Linked DNA regions of Mus musculus: all the other regions are linked to region 4. Evidence: chromatin contacts called from public ChIA-PET, HiChIP or PLAC-seq, Micro-C and promoter capture Hi-C data. All regions are on one chromosome and are shown on one strand. The core of a region is the stretch at or near the end of the contact, and the rest is flanking DNA. Distances in the headings are between cores, read along the strand shown. Region 1 overlaps Sag (S-antigen, retina and pineal gland (arrestin)). Region 2 overlaps Atg16l1 (autophagy related 16-like 1 (S. cerevisiae)). Region 3 holds the start of Atg16l1 (autophagy related 16-like 1 (S. cerevisiae)). Region 4 holds the start of Gigyf2 (GRB10 interacting GYF protein 2). Region 5 overlaps Inpp5d (inositol polyphosphate-5-phosphatase D). Region 6 overlaps Inpp5d (inositol polyphosphate-5-phosphatase D). Region 7 overlaps Inpp5d (inositol polyphosphate-5-phosphatase D).

The links. Promoter capture Hi-C pulls out the DNA fragments that hold promoters and counts their contacts. A called contact is a pair of places that touch in the nucleus more often than the background predicts. ChIA-PET counts read pairs in DNA pulled down with a chosen protein or histone mark. HiChIP or PLAC-seq counts read pairs in DNA pulled down with a chosen protein or histone mark.
Region 1: a contact with region 4 is called in an RNA polymerase II ChIA-PET map of memory CD8 T cells, with 12 read pairs. The contact joins the enhancer-like site here to the promoter of Gigyf2 in region 4. A contact is called at or near these places in 2 of 39 promoter capture datasets (cranial neural crest and pre-B cells), 2 of 115 datasets of contacts at active chromatin or transcription factors (astrocytes and memory CD8 T cells) and 1 of 9 other capture datasets (pancreatic islet).
Region 2: a Micro-C map of embryonic stem cells shows a contact between it and region 4, with 2.6 times the contacts expected there. The contact joins the enhancer-like site here to the promoter of Gigyf2 in region 4. A contact is called at or near these places in 2 of 39 promoter capture datasets (cranial neural crest and frontonasal cranial neural crest), 3 of 484 Hi-C or Micro-C datasets (CD4 T cells and embryonic stem cells), 2 of 115 datasets of contacts at active chromatin or transcription factors (embryonic stem cells and extraembryonic endoderm stem cells) and 2 of 9 other capture datasets (embryonic stem cells and liver).
Region 3: a promoter capture Hi-C map of embryonic stem cells shows a contact between it and region 4, with 6 times the contacts expected there. The contact joins the promoter of Atg16l1 here to the promoter of Gigyf2 in region 4. A contact is called at or near these places in 14 of 39 promoter capture datasets (the 3T3-L1 cell line, 3T3-L1-derived adipocytes, the C10 cell line and 11 more), 1 of 15 datasets of contacts at CTCF or cohesin (the NIH/3T3 cell line), 5 of 484 Hi-C or Micro-C datasets (CD4 T cells, embryonic stem cells and muscle stem cells), 23 of 115 datasets of contacts at active chromatin or transcription factors (the 230-238 cell line, the NIH/3T3 cell line, the SCID.adh cell line and 15 more) and 3 of 9 other capture datasets (embryonic stem cells, liver and pancreatic islet).
Region 5: an RNA polymerase II ChIA-PET map of memory CD8 T cells shows a contact between it and region 4, with 15 read pairs. The contact joins the enhancer-like site here to the promoter of Gigyf2 in region 4. A contact is called at or near these places in 2 of 39 promoter capture datasets (embryonic stem cells and hippocampal neurons) and 8 of 115 datasets of contacts at active chromatin or transcription factors (the 230-238 cell line, acute myeloid leukemia, effector CD8 T cells and 4 more).
Region 6: an H3K27ac HiChIP or PLAC-seq map of embryonic stem cells shows a contact between it and region 4, with 5 times the contacts expected there. The contact joins the enhancer-like site here to the promoter of Gigyf2 in region 4. A contact is called at or near these places in 2 of 39 promoter capture datasets (embryonic stem cells and second pharyngeal arch cranial neural crest), 3 of 115 datasets of contacts at active chromatin or transcription factors (embryonic stem cells and large pre-B cells) and 1 of 9 other capture datasets (embryonic stem cells).
Region 7: a contact with region 4 is called in a promoter capture Hi-C map of hippocampal neurons, with 2.3 times the contacts expected there. The contact joins the enhancer-like site here to the promoter of Gigyf2 in region 4. A contact is called at or near these places in 7 of 39 promoter capture datasets (the 3T3-L1 cell line, the C10 cell line, hippocampal neurons and 3 more) and 2 of 9 other capture datasets (embryonic stem cells and liver).

The regions. Positions count from the first base shown.
Region 1 is chr1:87,827,088-87,829,787 of GRCm38.p6, reverse strand. It overlaps Sag (S-antigen, retina and pineal gland (arrestin)), which reads right to left. Exons shown (of 16, transcript NM_009118.2): 10 at 1,319-1,391. Among named protein-coding and RNA genes, the nearest start is that of Sag, 25 kb to the right of the region's middle. Within about 2 kb of position 1,352, at least 155 of the 459 cell types and tissues checked have an H3K27ac peak or open chromatin away from gene starts, as enhancers often do. A contact at or near this core is called in memory CD8 T cells and pre-B cells, where this site is marked.
Region 2 is chr1:87,772,090-87,774,789 of GRCm38.p6, reverse strand. Atg16l1 (autophagy related 16-like 1 (S. cerevisiae)) reads right to left here. Exons shown (of 18, transcript NM_029846.4): 7 at 559-645. Among named protein-coding and RNA genes, the nearest start is that of Atg16l1, 17 kb to the right of the region's middle. Within about 2 kb of position 1,304, at least 19 of the 459 cell types and tissues checked have an H3K27ac peak or open chromatin away from gene starts, as enhancers often do. A contact at or near this core is called in embryonic stem cells and liver, where this site is marked.
Region 3 is chr1:87,754,644-87,757,343 of GRCm38.p6, reverse strand. Atg16l1 (autophagy related 16-like 1 (S. cerevisiae)) reads right to left here and starts at 1,333. Exons shown (of 18, transcript NM_029846.4): 1 at 1,030-1,333. The coding sequence starts at 1,144. It overlaps Gm33517 (predicted gene, 33517), which reads left to right and starts at 1,598. Exons shown (of 4, transcript NR_157047.1): 1 at 1,598-2,019.
Region 4 is chr1:87,325,695-87,328,394 of GRCm38.p6, reverse strand. It overlaps Gigyf2 (GRB10 interacting GYF protein 2), which reads right to left and starts at 1,397. Exons shown (of 29, transcript NM_146112.4): 1 at 1,303-1,397.
Region 5 is chr1:87,639,183-87,641,882 of GRCm38.p6, reverse strand. All of the region lies in intron 2 of Inpp5d (inositol polyphosphate-5-phosphatase D), which reads right to left. Among named protein-coding and RNA genes, the nearest start is that of Inpp5d, 20 kb to the right of the region's middle. Within about 2 kb of position 1,307, at least 118 of the 459 cell types and tissues checked have an H3K27ac peak or open chromatin away from gene starts, as enhancers often do. A contact at or near this core is called in the 230-238 cell line, acute myeloid leukemia and memory CD8 T cells, where this site is marked.
Region 6 is chr1:87,688,535-87,691,234 of GRCm38.p6, reverse strand. All of the region lies in intron 9 of Inpp5d (inositol polyphosphate-5-phosphatase D), which reads right to left. Among named protein-coding and RNA genes, the nearest start is that of Gm33470, 35 kb to the left of the region's middle. Within about 2 kb of position 1,369, at least 23 of the 459 cell types and tissues checked have an H3K27ac peak or open chromatin away from gene starts, as enhancers often do. A contact at or near this core is called in embryonic stem cells, where this site is marked.
Region 7 is chr1:87,720,213-87,722,912 of GRCm38.p6, reverse strand. It overlaps Inpp5d (inositol polyphosphate-5-phosphatase D), which reads right to left. Exons shown (of 27, transcript NM_010566.3): 27 at 2,403-2,700. Gm33470 (a long non-coding RNA gene) reads left to right here. Exons shown (of 4, transcript XR_878350.2): 2 at 184-637. Among named protein-coding and RNA genes, the nearest start is that of Gm33470, 3.3 kb to the left of the region's middle. Within about 2 kb of position 1,407, at least 20 of the 459 cell types and tissues checked have an H3K27ac peak or open chromatin away from gene starts, as enhancers often do. A contact at or near this core is called in hippocampal neurons, where this site is marked.

The DNA of each region.
Region 1 (2,700 bases), core at 103-2,602, 500 kb before region 4:
TAGGATCTCATACTGCATGGTCAGCAGCAGCTTACAACGGATGTTTGACCCGGTTTGAGGAACCCTGCCCACCAGAGCCCTGGTTGCTGGATGTGTCTGGAACAGTGCTGGGCTCTTGCAGCCTTCTGAGTGGCTTCTACATTGAGACCAATGTGATTTAGTCGTAATGGGATGGTTTTGAGAAGGGCCTTGGAGATGAGAGAAAACAACTCAGGATGTGTCTGTGAGAACATTTCCAGAGAAGATTAGCCCAGAGGGAAGGCTGCCCTGGATACAAGAGCCACCATTGCAGAGGCTAGAAACCTGGCTGTCATCAAAGGGGGAGCAGGGGTATCCTGCTAATGCCTGCATTCCTTGTTTCCTGAGCTGTTCTGCTCTGCCACGCCCACCCTGCTGTGATCAATAGAAACTGTGAATGGAAACAGATATTTCTGTGACAGTTTGTTTTCTCAGATACGTGCCTGTGCCTAAACAATGAAAAAGCTAACATGATATGGCCCCATTTCTAGACTGCTCTGCCCACCCCCGACCCCCGGGAAATCCTAGAATGGTGTCCATTCTCCCGAGGATCATTTGGTCCAAAAAGCACACAGAGTTTTGAATGAGAAACAGGAAATGGTATAGAGATACACACACACACACACACACACACACACACACACACACACACACACACACATCTGGTGTAATCTTCCTGCAAATTCTGCTACAGTAAAGGCTATCATTCTAGCCCGAGGGCCCCCTTCCATGACAGTCAAGCTGGGGGGGAGACAGACAGACAGACAGAGAGAATGAAACATGCATGCAGACACACACACACACACGTGTGTGTGTGTGTGTGTGTGTGTATATATATATATATATATATATATGTATATATAGATATATGCATATATAGATATACGCATATATATATATAGATAGATATAGATATATATATATACACACACATACATATCATAGCCCTAGCCTGGGCTAATAGCTCATTTAGTCATCTTCTGGGGGCAGGACGAGCATCTCATTCCTGTCAACACATTCCAAGGATACACAGAGCCCTTCTTGTTCCCATAGTGACCTTACTCTCTAGATTTCTCTCCTCCGGTCCCTTGTTTATAAAGACTGTTCTCCCAGCCTAAGAGATGGACCCAGAGGCAAAATAAACACATAGCCTAGCCTGCCTTGCTTCATAGCTCTTGATGGGAGAAAGGGGGAAGAAAGCAAAGGCTTTCTTTTCAGAAAAGGCAAAGTTCCCTCTTCAGAAGAGGAAGCTGACAAAGCGGGCTGCCGCCCAGGAAGTGGAAAGACACCTGCTACTTACTGTGTTTCCTCCGAGGCTACAGGCTTGACGTAATAGTCACTTGAGTAGAGAACCACATTGGCTATCTGTTCCACTGCAAAGGGAAGACAGGAGGGGGTGGTCAGGGCAGCCCCTCGTGCCTTCAAGGAGACACACAGGACCATTTGACTCTGGCTTTCTCAGCCCTCGGCTTCAAGCTGCAATTTTTCAAGGTCTGGTTGCAGGCCATTTCTGTATACCAGTGACTCACTCTGCGTTACCAAAACACCGGGCTCTGAGATTCGGCTCCAGGAAGCACCCTTCTCTCCTCCAAACCCATAATCTCTTAAAATCAAGCTTGAGGATTAAGAGAAACAATTTCAAGTTCCCATCACAGTACCCAACTTATAGAAAACTACTAATGTTTTGTTTCAGAAAATTTCACCGTTTCAAGGTCATTGGTATTATTTTCCAATATATTTTGAGAAATATTTTTTTTTTATTTTGAAAAAGGCTTTCCTGTGTAACCCAAGCTGGCCTAGAACTCACAACTCTGCCTCAGGCTCCCAAGTGCTAGGTTACAAGTATGCACCAACACACTTTGCTGAGAAGTAAATTGTTTTTAAATTTTATTTATTTATTTTATGTATATGAGTACACTGTAGTTGTACAGATGGTTGTGAGCCATCATGTGGTTGCTGGGAATTGAATTCAGGACCTCTGCTCACTCTGGCCCCACTCATTCCAGCCCAAAGATTTATTTATTACTATAAATAAGTACACTGTAGCTGTCTTCAGAAATACCAGAAGAGGGCATCTGGTCTCATTAGAAATGGTTATGAGTCACCATGTGGTTGCTGGTATTTGAACTCAGGATCTCTAGAAGAGTAGCCAGTGCTCTTAACCACTGAGCCATCTCTCCAGCCCCGAGAAGTAATTTCAAATACAAGTATGCAATGATACATGATCAATTTTGCAGCTGTTTCTGAAAGTTTGCTTCTGTTCTTTCAAAATTGAAATTACAACCCCAGGGTGACATTATTTTTAAAATTTGCATCACTGGAGGAGGCCACGAACATGTCAAGGACTTGTTGGGAGGTCAGAGGACAACTTGTGGGAAAGTCATTCTCTCCTTCCCCTACATGAGTTCCAGAGATCAAAGTCATGGCACCAGGCTGGGAAGCTGGCATTTTTGCCAGCTCATCCCAGTAGCCCAAGTGAGCATTCACTGTGAAGAGAAGGGCTTTCTGGGAAGTGATGGAGTTGTGGGGACAGCACACTCATGAGTGGATTCCGTGGCCTTAACAAGGAGGTTCCAGGAGCTTGTTGGATGAGCTGCTTGTCAGATGAATCTGCCAATGCCCTGATCCTGAACTTTCCTGTGTGCTGTCAGCTGGCCATAGCGGCACACACCTGCAACTCAC
Region 2 (2,700 bases), core at 55-2,554, 450 kb before region 4:
TTAAACCTTAGAAACATTTTGCCCCAAATCAAAACAGCCCCTAAAAATAAGTACCTGGGAATACACTTTCCATTCCCAAATCCCAGCCAAGACAAACTCAACACAGCATTTGAACCACCAGGAAATAGTAAGGAGGGAGAAGGAAAACCCAGCCTACTGTCTTAAAGAAACAAAAGGCTCTCAGGATTAACCTGATCTTCCTGCAAATGACAAGGAATCTGTCTAACATACCTAAACACTTCTGGGTACTCATGGTAAATCCAATGCATTCTTTCAGCTCTACTTTAACAAGACCCTAAGTATCTGTCCTTGTGTCCTAGGCTCTCATCACTATGTATAATAAAGTTTAACGGTTCACTCATCTCTCAGAAGGCCATTGTACCTGTTTGTGTTAGAAATGTTAGGCCACTGGTACCCTGTCTCCCTTCCACTCTCCTCTCTGTGGGGTGGACAGGGCGTGGGGGCTCTGGGTACATATGACTAGGTTCTCATGTCCACAAATGAGCAGTCACAGTGATGCTGGCGCTTGCCTTTCGCCCACCCAGCCAGTCCACTCACGTAGCTGCTCTGCTGACAGCTCGGACGGGAGAGGTCTCTTCTGTGTGGTCTGAGGTCTCATCCACAATGACTTCAATGTCATCATCCCTGGAAAGAAATGAAAGAGCATCTGTCATTGTGCCAAACAGGAGGTGTGCAAAGGCCAGTACCACATTCTATTGATGGATTCTCTCTGGAGACTTGGTTGCAAAGTGATGGTGAAGAAGAAAAGGGAACTCCACGATGTGAGAAACTAACGGTTGTACCTACTCAAAACCAACAGTGCCAAATGAGAATAAAGAATTTCCCAAAGCAAAACCTAAACGTGTGTGCTTCTGATGGCTAGAGTCTGCACACTTCCTGTGATACCCATGCTCCTTTATCCCAGCGGATGCCAGGCACCTCTGGAATTCCTCTCCCTACATATTCTTGTAGGTCAATTCTTTCCTGATGGTATGGGAGGCAAGCAATTATTTTGATATTAATGATCACTTGTGTTGCAATCTTCATGAGCAAAATAGCTTAATAAATTAAGAGATCACCACCACTTCCTGTTTGGAGGCTTAGGAATGTGAAGGCTAGATTTGTTTTTCCTTTCAGTGACTGTCTGGATAATGAGCATATATACTTAAGAACCTGTTACACCAAGGCCAAGTAAATTGATTTTTCCCTTATTTACTCTAGGATTACACAGAACTGCCTCACACTCTTGGCTGGGGTAGAGAAGAGAATAAAGAACATGGCTGTGCCTGGTTTCCTACTTGGCTGGCTTTCCTAGACCTAGAGTTTGAGAGTCAAAGGAGAAAGACGGCAAGAGGAGCTGAGTCTACAGTCATGCTCTGATGGGGTTTCAACACCCCAGAAAATACCAGGACCTGCCAAGTCATCACCTCTAGCCCAAAACGTGCATGTTTCCAACCCACACTGGCACAGCCCTGAGGAGCACACAGACTAGGGAAGCCTCTTTAGCAGGCCCTCCCAGATTTGCATTTCAGCACAAGCTCTCTATGTGGAGTCCTGGGCAGGATGCTGGATCCTTTTCATCTAGTCACCTGGTTACATTGGCAAACAAGAGGCAAGACATGACACTACCTTTTTTTCTTGTTTTTCTTTTTAAAGTAACCAAATCTCATTTTTAGGCAACCTGTGGGAAGCCACATGTGCCGTTGCAGAGTGGCACTGACTACTGCTGGCCACCACGCATAAGTTTGGACAAACAACCAATGTGTACATATGCAGTAAAGTTTTTTGCAAAGACACTGCCTGGCCCGGGCATGATAATGAGGTTCTGTAAGGTACTGAGAGTATAACCAATCAGATGTGAGACATGCAAATGAGGTATGATAATGAGGTTCTGTAAGCTACTGAGAGAGTAACCAATCAGATGTGAGACATGCAAATGAGGTATGATAATGAGGTTCTGTGAGGTACTGAGAGAGAGTAGCCAATCAGATGAGGAACATGCAAATGAGGCGTAGTACATAACCAATCCGGGTGTAAGACACGCCTCTCCTAGGCCTATAAAAGCAGCACCAGTTCTGGGCTCGGGGTCTTTTCGCCTCTACAATCAAGCTCTCCCAATAAATGTGTGCAGAAGGATCCTGTTGCAGCGTTGTTCTTCCTGGCCAATCGAGCACGCGCAAGAGCAACCCATTTATTTACTTTGTGGGTATGAAAAAATACACCAAGACCAGTTTTCTCCATTGAGGTCAGGAGACACACACATTCATGTTCTCTCCTTCTAGAGCAAAGGTTTAGCAGAACAACTTTCATTTCTTCAAGGAGGGGGTGTATGGGTGGACAGCTCGGGTTTAAACCACTCCTCTTCACTTAAAAGAAAGCAATAAAAATTCTATTTTTTAAAAATGTAAGTTTACTTATGTATGTTTAGCCTGCATGTATGTATGTAGGAGGTCAGAAGAGGGCACTGGGTCTTATAGCTGGAGATAGAGAGATGGCTGTGAGCCACCATGTGGGCACTCAGCAAGAACAAGCATTTTAAACTGCTGAGACCTCTCAGCCCAGGAGCCAATACACGTTTACGTAACAGTAGGTCTGAAGCTAAGATATTCCAGCAGAAAACCCATCCTGAATCAGAGCAGAGAGGACGATTACTGAAACACCCACCACTTAACAGACCTTCCAGTGCCAGGCTCTCCATCT
Region 3 (2,700 bases), core at 84-2,583, 430 kb before region 4:
CAACAAAGGCAAATGCACAAGTGTCTTAAAACCAATGTCTAACCTCAGCCCCAACATTAACCCATACTGCAACTTCATCATCGTTGGCCTTGGTGCTTCATAAAAATTTAACATGAAACAATACATGCCAATTACTTAAAATGCTCAAACGTGTGTGCAAATCGAACCACTCAGGAAGCATAAAAAAAGTATGGGACTATTTTATCTTCTGTCATTTATACTGACTTAATTAGTCTGGAGTGTTTTTGATTGTCAAGTACATCCCCAGATGATTCTAACGTGTAAATAACTACTGATTTATCCCCATCAGAATGCAAATAGCAGTACTACGATTTCAAATCCCACTACCCGCAAAAACTTAGGAAGACTATGCCCAGGCTATCTCAGGAAGCAGATGGAACCTCAGGATCGAGGAGTGTCAACGCATTCGTTCAAATGTGAAACAGATTGGCTAAATTGGGAACACGAGGCACGAAAATGATCGTTGAGAACCCGCCTTAAGAATACAAGATACTTTCGATCCTTAAAATTCGCAAAGAGCGGCGAAGAGACCACTCTTTTTTTCTCACTTAAGGCTTTCAATAATAGCAAATGACCCAGTGGACAAATCCTAAAACTCAAATGTGTACCAACAATATGGAGAGGCCTGAGAAGTCAAAAACCACTAGTTCCACAGCATTCCGAAGAGAACGTCCATCTCTCGAGTTAATGCGTAAAGTCAATCTCTGTCTTGAACTCGATTCCTTAAACACGACGTTTTTGGAGCCTGACTACCTAAGTGCATCGGCGCCGCCTGGGTTATCGAGATTTACAACTGCAAACGATGTCTGTGGAAAGAACCTGGAAAAGGGGAACCCTCCATGATCGCGCCTAAGGTTTAAGCCAAAGAAGGAAGGTAAGCAACGAAAGGGCTCGAGACGTGCGGGACGCCAGGTCCCCGACGAGGCCGCCATGCGCGCGGGCGGAGCCGGGGTTCTCGCTGCCACGGCGCGTTCCACTCCCCGCCCCGGGCCCGCGCGTGCCGCTCACACTGCAGAATGATCTCCTCGAACGCCTGCCTCTGCAGTCGGTCCCGGCGCCTCAGTTCCTCCGCGATGTGACGCTTCCAGCGGGGAAAGTCTGCGGCGCGCAGGCCCGACGACATGCCGAACGCTGCCCCGGCGCCTCAGGGCGGCCGATCCGTGCCGACACTGGGGGGCTGCAGGCTGCAGCGTGCTGCCAGCCGCCAGCGAACAGAAGCCGGCCGCCGGAACCTCACCTTCCCACACAGGGCACCCGGAGGCGATCCGGGAAGATTTTCCGGTCTCTGCCGGAAATTATTCTGGAGAAGGCCGGAAGGCCCGCCTCGTAGCCCGACGTCCTAGGCCGCGCGCAAGCTCCCGGCCGAGACTTCGCGGGACGCTCTCAAATGACGCAACCTTGAAGCCGGAAGCGTCGGTGATGAGAGGCAGCCGCTGGGAGGCACCCTGGCTTCGCGGAAGAAGACAGGAAATGGGGTGGTTTTGTCCGGGGGTGTCTGTTTCCTTCCTCCTTTTACATTGTGTGTGCATCTTTTTTTTTTTTTTTTTTTTTTTTTTTTTAATTTCAGCTCAGAAGTGGGAGCTCCCCTGTGTATAGTGAATGATTGTCGTTGAGTGACAACCTCCCTAAGTATTAGGTGCCTAACCTGTAAAATGGGGGTAGTAATGGTATTTAACCGGAAGGTGAAAAGCCGTGAAATGTAATTTCTCTCTGCTGCATGGCAAAACTGTCTTCACATAGACAACTGCGTCCCTCCAAGACCTACGCAAACTGAATTTTAGCTCATGCCTGTGTGTGCCTTCAAGGCTGATCTCAAACACCTAGACTCAAACCATCTTTTTGGTCTTTTGGTTACTACGCTCTCAAAGGATATGAATCAATTGAGAGACACAGTTTAAAGAGAAATTTAGCAAAGTAAACACGCCAAAGAGAGGAGTGGATTTTTTTTTAAAAGATATCTTTGTTGGGGATTTATTTTTTTTTCTTAATGAAAAGGAGGTGAGTAGCATAATTCATGGAGTAAGGCCACCCATTTCTCTCTCAAAACAAGGAAGATTGGTTCAACCTTTTAGGGTACTTCTGGTTTTCCAGAAAAGCCCACAGGTTGAGGCTGGAGGAATGCAGACTGTAAACTCATACACACACATACTCACACACACACACTCGCCGTGGAGCCTTGGGTAGTATTATTATCACTTTTTTTTTTTTTTTGAGATTCACAATTTTTCTTTATATACATTTCAAATGCTATCCGGAAAGTTCCCTATACCCTCCCCCCGCCCTGCTCCCATACCCACCCACTCCCACTTCTTGGCCCTGGCATTCCCCTGAATTGGGGCAAATAAAGTTTGCAATACCAAGGGGCCTCTCTTCCCAGTGATGGCCGACTAGGCCATCTTCTGCTACATATGCAGCTAGAGATACAAACTCTGGGGGTACTGGTTAGTTCATATTGTTGTTCCACCTATAGGGTTGCAAACCCCTTCAGCTCCTTGTATGCTCTCTCTAGCTTCTCCACTGGGGGCCCTGTGATCCATCTTATAGATGACTGTGAGCATCCACTTCTGTATTTGCCAGGAAGACAGTTATACCAAGGTCCCTTCAGCAAAATCTTGCTAGTGTGTGCAATAGTGTCTGAGTTTGGTGGCTGATTATGGGATGGATCCCCAGGTGGGGTAG
Region 4 (2,700 bases), core at 148-2,647:
ACCAACATCTTCAACGTTGGTATTTTTCCAGACATATGTCACTTCTAAATGTTTTCCTAGTGTCTTCTTATGTGACAGTGAAGTACATATCCCAGTCTAGGCAATCTAAAAGCTGCTACATTAGGGAAATATCATTAAATGAAGACAAAGTATATGTTCTAACCAAAAGGAAAAATTCTGCCAGTCAGAGCCACAAAAAAGGATGAAAACTCATGTACAAAAAGTAGGATAATAGTTTTTGTAATTTAGGAAGTCATTTGTTACTAAAGAGGAGTAACTACATAAGGAAGACTACAATCCCTGTATACAACACTCTGAAACATAATTACCTATAATTCAAGGTAGATGGGACTAGGTGGGAAGCCATCACTGATTGAGTCCCTTCATTTCTTAAGTTATGTTGGAATACTTACCTTCCTAATAGAACCACTAGGTGTGTTTAAGTGCTTTGACTTTCGAGAAAACTGGAGGTGAGGGGAGACCGTACTAGATAAATGCAAAGCAACGTTACTGCTTCCCAAACGCGGTCACACAATCAGCTCCTTTCACACCCTTCCTTACTTGCTGGCTTGATTTATATTTCAGCTACAAAACCAAAGTGTTCAAGAGTGCTTCGTGGGAAACTGCTTGCCCATTTCAAGCCGGTATGAACATTCGGGTCCCCGGGGCTGCCCGGGGCTCTACTTTCCCAAGCCTCTCAGTCCCAGGATCAGATCATGACTCCACCTTGCCTGGGGCCTGCTCAAGACCAGTCCTCCAGCCCTAGAAGCAGTCTTCCCCAGTCCAGATGCTCGGTGGAGAAGGCAAGGGCGCACCTCCCTGGGGCAGGTGCGGGCAGGAGCGCCGGCAGGAGCAGCTGTCGGCTCGCAGCAGCTGTTAGCCGGGGTACCCCGAGGCTGTGCGGGCGACCAGCCCCGAGGAGCGGGCAGCGGAAGGCGAACCCTCCGGCCTGACACTGCCCACCCCGCCTCCCGCCTCCTCTCCTCGGCTTCCCCCGCGATGCCACGGGGGCGAAAGCAGGGGGCTGCCCTCGGCCGGGACGCTCCCTGGACTGCCGGGACCCTCGCACGGGAGGAGGCTCCTGCTGACCTCGCACCTGCCCTGTCCCCAGGTCTGACGCCCCCAGCCGGCAGCGGCCGTGGCCGCTGCCGGGCAGCCTGAGTGTGTCCATGCGGCCGGCTCGGGCCGGAGCGGCGGGGACGCGACGGTGGGCGCCGGGCCACGGCAGCTCGGGGCGCTATGGCGGGGACTGGGCGCGGGATGGCCGCGGGCAGGGGAGACACACACCGAGCCACTGGTTACCTGCGGTCCGGGACAGGAGTCTCTCAGAACCCAAGTCAATCCTCAGCCTCAACAACACAAGATGGCCGACACGTCGCCACGCACGTCACGTGACCCCGCGCGCCGCGCCGCCCCCCGCCCCGCCTACATCCCCGCCTCACTCCCTCCCTGCTCTCCAGCTTCCCACGACATCGTTCCCTTCCTCGACGGCCTGCCCCTCCCCTCGGACACGCCCCTCCCTGAGACCCGGATGCAGGGCCGGGCGAGGACGGAGCCTGAGTAGCGCAGGCGCACAGTGGGGCCTTTGGCTGCATCTCCTATGGCCCTAGAGTTGAACTGGTGTCCCTAATTGGAGCCTGGCCAGAGGCCCTATGACTCACCGTCCGATGCACCCAATCCAGTGCCCGGTTGCAGTACAAAAATCTCCACATCATTTATGAGCTGGTTTTCCAAGCTAGAACTTTTCCACAGCATTTGGTCTAGCATTTTCCTGCCAGTTGGTCCATCATGGGGCAAATGGTAAAGCTGAAATTCAAAGCAGTTTCCTTTCTTATAGAACTGGAAATTCATCCTGGAGTACTGGAATGTGACAGCTGGGAAGGTTTTAAAAGTTCCTACACCTAGCCAGGCAGTGGTGGCTCACACCTTTAATCCCAGCACTTGGGAGGCAGAGGCAGATCGATTTCTGAGTTCAAGGTCAGCCTGATCTACAGAGTTCCAGGACAGCCAGGGCTATACAGAGAAACCGTGTCTCGAAAAACTAAAAAAAAGTTACTACACCCTTCCACTACATGTGGACCTACAACCCCCTTATATATACTGCCTTCCCATTTTAGGGTTGCGAGATAACGAATAGTAAACCCGGCAATACAGAATACAGGAAATTAATCTGCTGTCTTTCTGAAACTCATGTTTAGCTGGACATACTATATACTTTGATTTGCTAAACCTGGTACATCTACCATTTCAAGTCACCCGGGTCTTTCTGGGACCATTAGTCTTTTCCTGCCTTTCTACTACCTTTGGTGTTTGGGATCCACTCAGTTTCACACAATCACTGCAAAATATCCTCCAGCATTTATCATAGGTCTTCCCATCAACATAAACTTAAGTTTCAGAACACAGTGGCAGACTCCCAACCTAGTCGTTTGGGAGCCCTGGATTCAACACTTGGAAAAAAAATACACACACACACACACACATACATACATACATATATATATATATATATATATATATATACCAACTTCCTCCTCTGCCTCCCTTCCTGAGTCTTGATTCCCTTTCAAAGAGAGACTGTATAAAAGAGCATTAAATTCAGAGAATGATCATTAATCTTGACTGTGATCATTAATCTTGACTGTCAACATGATGGGATTTGGATTCATCATGGAAACAAATATCTGAGCAAATTTATGA
Region 5 (2,700 bases), core at 58-2,557, 310 kb before region 4:
TACGTGTTTCAGAATCCTATATGTACTTGAACACAAAAGAGTCATCTCACTAACAGGAAGCCCATGGGCAGGCCAGCTCCTAGACTTGTTAATTCGATGCAGCTAATCCAATAGCACCATTCAAGACCTGGCTTCATTTTATCTTTCTGCTCTGCTGTCTGCATGGTCCCATTCTCCAGTCACCTTTTCTCACGGTTGTGAAACAGCAGCAGCAATTCCAATGATCATATTCTAGTTGGGAGGGAGGGAGCCATTTTGTCTTGTGTCTGTTTCTAAGAAAGACTTTTTGATAAGACGCCCCTACGGAGTCCTTCCCCTCTGCAATTGAGTACTGTTCCCTGGGCTTAGCCTATCAACAGTTAGTGTCAGCTCTGTGCTATGCAGGAGAAGAAAACACAAACAAAGCAGACCATAACATTCTGGGATATGGAGAATTAGCAACAAGACGGCTTGGGTGCACAGAGATGGGGAGAAAAGGATAAGCCATTTAGAGGCAGAGATGGCAGAGCGTAAACACCCCTACCCCCAGACACCTGAGAATCAATTAGCTCTCCCTCCAGGCGCACAGGAGAAGGGGCAGGTGAGGGGTGCTTGTTTGTTTGCTTGTTTGTTTCTGGGAGTAAGAGTGTTCCAGAAGGCTGGCAAATGAGGGCAGGACTGGGCTTTCTCAGTAGAATCTGAGAAAAATAAAACAGATAAACTGGCTTAAAAAAAAAAAAAAAGTCAAACAAGAAAAACCTTTGAGTCTTGAAAGACCTGTGTTGCAAATTGATCAATCTCAGCAGGATCCACAGAAGGAAAGGATGCAGCGAGCAAAAGGTAATACCTGTCTCTCTACTACAACTGGCACGAGCTGGCCTTGGGTTGGTGCTTGGGACTTATTCATACTACATTTTCAAAGGCTATGGAACGACACCTCTGGGGGATGCTGAAGGGAAACTTGGCCCCAAGAATTTCCCTTTTAAATATGAACCCAGCTGCAAGATGTCCTGAGATAGTCAGAGGCTTAGAAAATAGACCTATATCTACAGCAGATAAAATAAAATAAAATAAAGCAAAGTTAAAACACAGGGCCCCAGAATATGGTTGCCAGGACACAAAGGGGTCTCCCTGTCTTCACATTGGCCATGCTAGCTTCTGAGCCTGTTCTGCATTCTTCCTTGTACAACCTCAGGAAATGTGTGTTTGAGCCACATCCTTTGCCCAGAGGCTCAGACGGAATCTTTATTTCACTTGGTGACCACTTAGAACAATAACAGCTGCCACCCGCTTCCTGAACTTCATAACAACGGCTCAACCGTTCGCCCTCCCCGACGCTTGTGACCGGCCAGCTCTGAAAACGTGGTTTTGTTCCTTCTCCAGATGCCGAACTGCCCAGAGCAATGTGACAGACATCACCAGGGACCAGGAACTTGAGTCACGCGTCTGATCTACACAGATCACGACAGGCTCTGGCTAGTGGGGTTTCCTTCTGTCTGGAAGAGTAACCTTGGCGTCTGTGGGAAAGACCATCTCAAAGCCTCTCTTCTTCTGAACGTGCATGAAAACCCACAGTACCCCAGTTTTCACAGTCCTTATCCCCAACACTGCCGGCTCAGCAGAGACAGGAAGTTCACAGAGATATTTATGCGACAGAATCATGAGCTGGGCTTTTTTCTTCTTCATAGGAAGTGTCAGGCAGCAAGAGAAGCCCAGAGGCCCCTATTCGCTTCAGTGGTGGACCTGGCTAGAGGTATCATGTCTAAAGGCTGCTCAGAGCTCTTCAGCCTCCTCAGACACAACACAGTTGTCTGTTAAGACTTCTTGTCCTGCCTCAGACCCTCCCTGGCTTCCCAGGGAGCAAAGCTACTCCAAAAGGCAACAACTGGGTGAACAGCTCACTCTGAAGTCAGCGGCCCAAGATGGATGTCACTTCCCTGAGGGGAGAGTCACTTCCTTTGTAGATTCAGGAAGGACCCAGGATTCACACGAACACCGCCTCTAGGCATGGGAACCCGGGGCCCGATGGGCTAAGTAAGCATCCTGCCTGCCTGCCTCTGGCCTCACACAGTACCCAGAGGATGTCCGCATGGACTTTAAATCAGAACACTCTCTGGGTCTGAGAATCTGCGTTAAACCTGTCTCACAGTGTCTGTGGATCCTTGCTTCAGTGCCCGGAGCAGAGCCAGGGATAGACATCCTCCACAGACACCTTCCACAGCCCACAGCACACTTCCATCTTCATCCTCCATCACCTTTGCAGCTTCTCGCCCTGCATGCACCCACCTCTTTTCCTTTGTAGAAACCGTACCCATCACGTCCACAGCCTTCCTCTTTCTTGACTGTTCCTTCCTTCATTATCTTTCCCTCATCTCATTATTCCTTTTCTTTTATGTCTTTCAGTCCCCCCCCTTTATACTGTTCTCAGCATCTCTTTCCCTCCCATTTTCTTCCCATTCTTTTTTCACCTTGCAGACTGAAGAACATGTGGCTGTCTCCCTTCTTTTTTTTTTTTTTTTTTTAAATATTTATTTATTTATTATATGTAAGTGCACTGTAGCTGTCTTCAGACACTCCAGAAGAGGGCATCAGATTTCGTTACAGATGGTTGTGAGCCACCATGTGGTTGCTGGGATTTGAACTCAGGGCCTTTGGAAGAGCAGTCGGCACTCTTAACCGTTGAGCCATCTCACCAGCCCCCTGTCTCCCTTCTTACCAAGA
Region 6 (2,700 bases), core at 120-2,619, 360 kb before region 4:
CTACATCAGGCAGCTCACAACCACCTGGAACTCCAGCTCCAGGCGACTCCTTTGGTCTCTTGGAGCACCTCACATACCCAGGCATACACTCATACATAATTAAAAATAATAAGGATAAAATTAAAAATGAATCAAATTATTCTTTAAGATTTGTTGTTGTTGGCAATAGTATCTTTCCACTCTGCTCCCTCCAATGTCCTGCCCCCTGAAGGCAACTAATTTCAAGGTTTTTTTTTTAAAAGATATATTTATTTTATGTATATGAATACACTGTAGCTGTCAGACACACCAGAAGAGGGTGTCAGACCTCATTATGGATGGTTGTGAGCCACCATGTGGTTGTTGGGAATTGAACTCAGGACCTCTGGAAGAGCAGTCAGTGCTCTTAACTGTTGTGCCATCTCTCCAGCCCTAATTTCAAGTTTTTCAATGAACTCTTTTAACTTTATCTCATGTTTCTTAAAAAATAGAAACATAAATAAAAGGCATGCATGACCACCTGGTTTATTGTTGTATTTTAGCTACATAAACACTCAATGCTTATGTCACTGTGACCACGACAAGGCTCCTGACAGACCAGTCCTGGTTGTTCTTTTTCCTATGTAACTTAAAAACGTTTCCCTGAGTTGGGCCCATGAGCCCCTCCCCTAGCTGAGGAACTATTGGCAGATGACTGCTGGGGAGAGAAAGTCAAGTTTCTTAAGGATGTAGCTCCAGGTAGTGCCAGGTCCCAGGGGATGGTCTCATACCCAGGAGCACATACCAATTTCTGTCTTAGTTAGGGTTTTACTGCTATGAGCAGACACCATGACCAAGGCAACTCTTATAAGGACAACATTTAACTGGGGCTAGCTTTCAGGTTCAGAGGTTACGTCTATTATCACCCAAGGCAGGAACATGGCAGCAGCCAGGCAGGCATGGTGCAGAAGGAGTGAGTTTTACATCTTCATCTGAAGGCTGCTAGCAGAATACTCACTTCCAGGCAGCTAAGAGTAGGGTATTAAAGCCCACACCCACTGTGATGGTACAGGGTACAGACTCCAACAAAGCCACACCTCCTAATAGTGCCACTCCCTGGCCCAAGCATATACAAACCATCACAGGGACTCAGTGAGATGACAGGAAGTTGGGAGGAGGGAGGGGGTGAGGGTGGGTCTGAGAGGAGTTAGAGGGAGGAGTATGGGGTGAGTATGGGCAGTATGAGAAAAGGCATATTATATTGGCCTTTCCTGGGTTTATAACTGTACAATGACCATGTTCTTTTCTTTTTTGGTGGTACGGAGGGTCACACTGCATGCTAAGCTACCCTCCTAACCCCCTGCTATGTGCTTTCCTCCATTCAGACTCCCCTCTCATTCCCCACATGACTAAGCACTTTGCTGTCTGTCCTATGAGTAAGTGCTTTCCCACAGCCTCTAGGTCTGCTGACTTTGAGGCCTGTTGGAAACCTTCCTCCTTCAGCACCCTGGCATCTACTCCTTTGTCCCTCTCCTTGGACCCTTCTCTCTCTCATTCTGTCTCCCTCTCTCTTTGTTTACACCTTCATTCTGGTAACATCTCTAGTAGCTTTCCAAGAATTATTTTCTAAAACATGTTTGACTTTTAAATGAGCATATATTAACATATCTATTCATTGTAACCTCTTCATTCACTCTTTGATCATTCCACAGTTACTCTTTGTTTCTGTCCTGGTCCCTTTCTTCCCTAATTGTACCCCCTCACCCCCCAGTCCCATCCATTTTTGGTAAATAGTATCGTGTTGTTCTTTATGGCTGAGTAATACTCCTCCCATGATGTTCAGGAACATTTTCTTCCTTCAATGTTGGGCACCAAGGTCAGTTCCATAACTTGGCTATAACAAATGTCGCTCTGATAAACGCGGGTGTGCCGCCATCACTGGCATTGATCCCCTGTCAGTGTGTGACTGGCAAAGACTTTCTCCCATTCTGTCTCTTCACTCTGCTAACTGTTTCCCTTGCTGGTCAGAGTTTTTTAATTTTATAAAATCCCATTTGTCATTTTTTGCTATTGGAGTGTTTTTGTTTTGTTTTGAGAAGCCCTTCCCTGGAGCTAGGCCTACTGGCAGACGCCATAACCAGCACTTGGGAGGTAGAGGCAGGAGGATGAGGAGTGAGTTCCTTGGCTACCACTTGCCTGACATGCATAGGTCCTTGGGTTTGATTACTGTGATTACAAAACTAATTAGCTAAACAAACAAATAACCACTTTGAGCACCCTCCTCAAAGTCCCTGGTAGACTTGTCATGACTGACAGAGGTGGGGGCATTGAGTACCTCCATATGACTCTTGTGGGAAAGCTGCCAGGCAACCGAGGTAGCATTAGACTCTGGCTCAAAAACCCAAACCAAACCCACCTTCTAAGAGCTTCCTTCCCTCAAGTTTTTAATTTCTGGTTGTTTTTATTTTATTTCGGCAGTACAAGGGGCCCGCATATGATTGATAAGCACTGGACAACAGAGATGTATCTCCAGTCCTTTAAAATTTTTACTTTGAAAATCTGTTTATTTCTTTTTGGATTTTTGAAACATGGTTGTATGTAGCCACGGCTGGCTTGAATTCCTGATGCCCTGCCTTTAACCCTTGTACAGAACTCTTTTTTTTTTTTCTTCCCTCTTCCTATTAATTCAAAAATATTTTAAATTAAAAACTCTATTTTGGGGCTGGAGAGGTGGCTCAGTGG
Region 7 (2,700 bases), core at 158-2,657, 390 kb before region 4:
AGGCAGTTCTCCTGTCTCTCCTCTCTACCTCTTAGTGCTGGAATTACAGATGCATGAGCTGCACCCAGCTTTTGACATTTGTTCTGGGAACCCAACTCAGGTTGCTGGGCTTGCTTAAGACTCTATTGTCAGGAAACACAAAATAAGGTATTTAAATCCTTTCTGTCTGACCCTCATCCACAGCCATATCCTGCCACGTGGTCTCCTCAGGCCCAGCACAACCATGTTTGAATGGATGATGGAGAACGTCAACTATGCATATCAAATCTGAGGTCACCAGAAAGCTGTACCAATGGGTGGGTCATCTGTGAGCTGACAGAAACGATCAGCTCTGGAGCCACCACCAACCAGAGAATCAGCAGACATATATTGTTAGTACCTGGACTTCATGTGCCTGTGTGAGTTCCTGTGTGAAGCCAAGCAGTTTTCCCAGAATGGGACCTGGGAGGGGGGGGTAGGTAAATGTGGGGGTGAGACCAGATATTTGCATCATAAAAGGTCTCTCTGTTGGAGTGAAGGCTAAGAGTGAGCTAACTGCCTCATAGAAAGCTTCTAGGTTTTTCCATAGCTGGGTCTCCATGGAAATTAGTTTGCAGCAAGAGAGGAGCTATTTTAAGGACAAGTAAAGACAGACCTGGTAGGCTGGGGTTAGGGAAGGTTTCTGCAGGAGAGAGCTTTGCTCAGTGACTCACTTGGCTCCCTCCTATTGGTGGTTTGAAAGCCACAGTAAAGTATCAGAAATGCTGGACAGAGGAAGAGTACAGTGGCTGCCCGTCTAGTTCCACAGGTGGCCTGGCAGGGCAGCAGCCACCGTCTGGACCAGTGGAATAGAGATTAGATGCAGATATAGTCATTCCAGACGCCATATTATGGTAACAGGAAATCTGGGCTTTGGCTGGCTTTGTATAGCCACGAAGAGAAGGGCAAATTTACATCTGGAAAGAAAAAGTGACTGTCAATGTATAATTTTAGGGTGAAGCATTATCTTAGGGGTGGGGCAGCTTGAGCAAAGCTTGTTAACTGCCCTGCCTTCTTGGTTATGGAGCTCAGTGAAGAAAACTGAAGTGCTGGGTCGGGGGTGGGGGGGCAGTATCTGGCTCTCCATTTCTGCCGTAGAAGGGAGAACTGCATGTTAGAGGGTAGGAATAGGATGGAATGGCTGGAAAAAGAGACAGCTAACTGGGATGGGTCCCGGGAGATGGTGTCCAGAGTCAAGAGAAATGGCCACATGAGTGTGCATGACTGAGAGCCTAGGGGGACAATGATGAAACTTCAGTTGTGGTGTTTCCAGTTTTGGGCATCAGGGGGCCCCAGCTGACCATCCACGCGCAAAGCTAGGCTCTTACTTAAGACAGCCGAAAACGGAGCTAGATTCTGCTGAGGCGAGGAGAGCTCAGAGTGAAGGGACAGGAAGCATGCATATGCCCCGCCTTGCTTTAACTTGCAGAAACAGACCTGGATATCTTCCTGGAGGAGCTATTTGCCGTTCCATGGATGGGCAGCTGCTGGCACCTCACACAGCAAGCCAGCCCACTGTGAAAACGGGGATCACATGCCACAAAGGCAATAGGGTCTTGGTCCTCAGCTCTGGGGTCGCAGGGAGTATGACCCAGGGTGGGTTACCAGGACAAGTGGGCTGAGGAACAGCAGAGTGGAACGTTTACACTTCCCTTGCCTTTCCTCTAGAATATCAAGGAATCTCCTGTTGTGTCTCTACCTTGGTTTACTGTGTCAGAATGCGGGGCCTGGAGTTGGGGGTGAAGTTCTTTATGGGGACCAAGTAGTGAATCTGCAGGAGAGACATTCACCTAAGTAGAGGAGAGGAGCTGTTCTGGAATATTCTCAGCCTGGAGTCTGCCAGTCCACAAGGACTATCATAGCAGGTAGTGAATGGTTTGCTCAGTAACTCTCAAAGATGCTGCTCCCTGGAAGTCTGCTTAGAGCCTAGGCCTGAGGTCTTTGAGCAAGAGATGCTGAATATCTTAAGGTGGAAGGAATGGTGACGTGGGCCATGGCACTTTGCAGGTGATGCCAAGCTGTAACTATGTTGGTTCTCTGGCTGGAGGCTATTCCCTAACCTTTGAACCCACGTCCCGGGGATGGTTTGTATGAGTCTATTGTCTCTAGAATAATCAGAACTGTTGGTCAGGCAATATCAGAGGACACTTGTGAAAGTTGGGAGGCTATAGGACATTTGGAGTCCCACACAGACATATGCGTGAAAGGGGTGATATCACGCTTGTCCGTGTCCATCTTCAGACTGACTTCATGGTGAGGATACCATTTTTCTGGCCATAAGGAACTCTCAGCTTCATCTCCCTGCCCCAAAGTGTCTCTGCAGTAGTTATAGCACAGGGAAGAATTGTAGCCCCGGGTATCAGGAAGATACCACACAGTCAGGAGGCCCAGTTAGAAAGGCACAATTTTATTGGTCACTCAGACTGGGAAACACAGGGGATATACCTACTCTCCTGAATAATCTAGGTCTGGTTTCCTACATTAATCCTGATATATCAAAAAGCAAGACAAGAAAAGATATCACAACCCTAGTCTCCTGGTAACCAAGGACACAGGGTGCACCCCAGAGCTTGGGAAGAAGAGGCTGCACTATTTTGAGAGCCTGGGACCAATGCTCACCTTCCCTGATAGCAGGCTGGAGAACTCAGCCCTTGGGGACTATGGTGGAGACTCTTCCTCAGT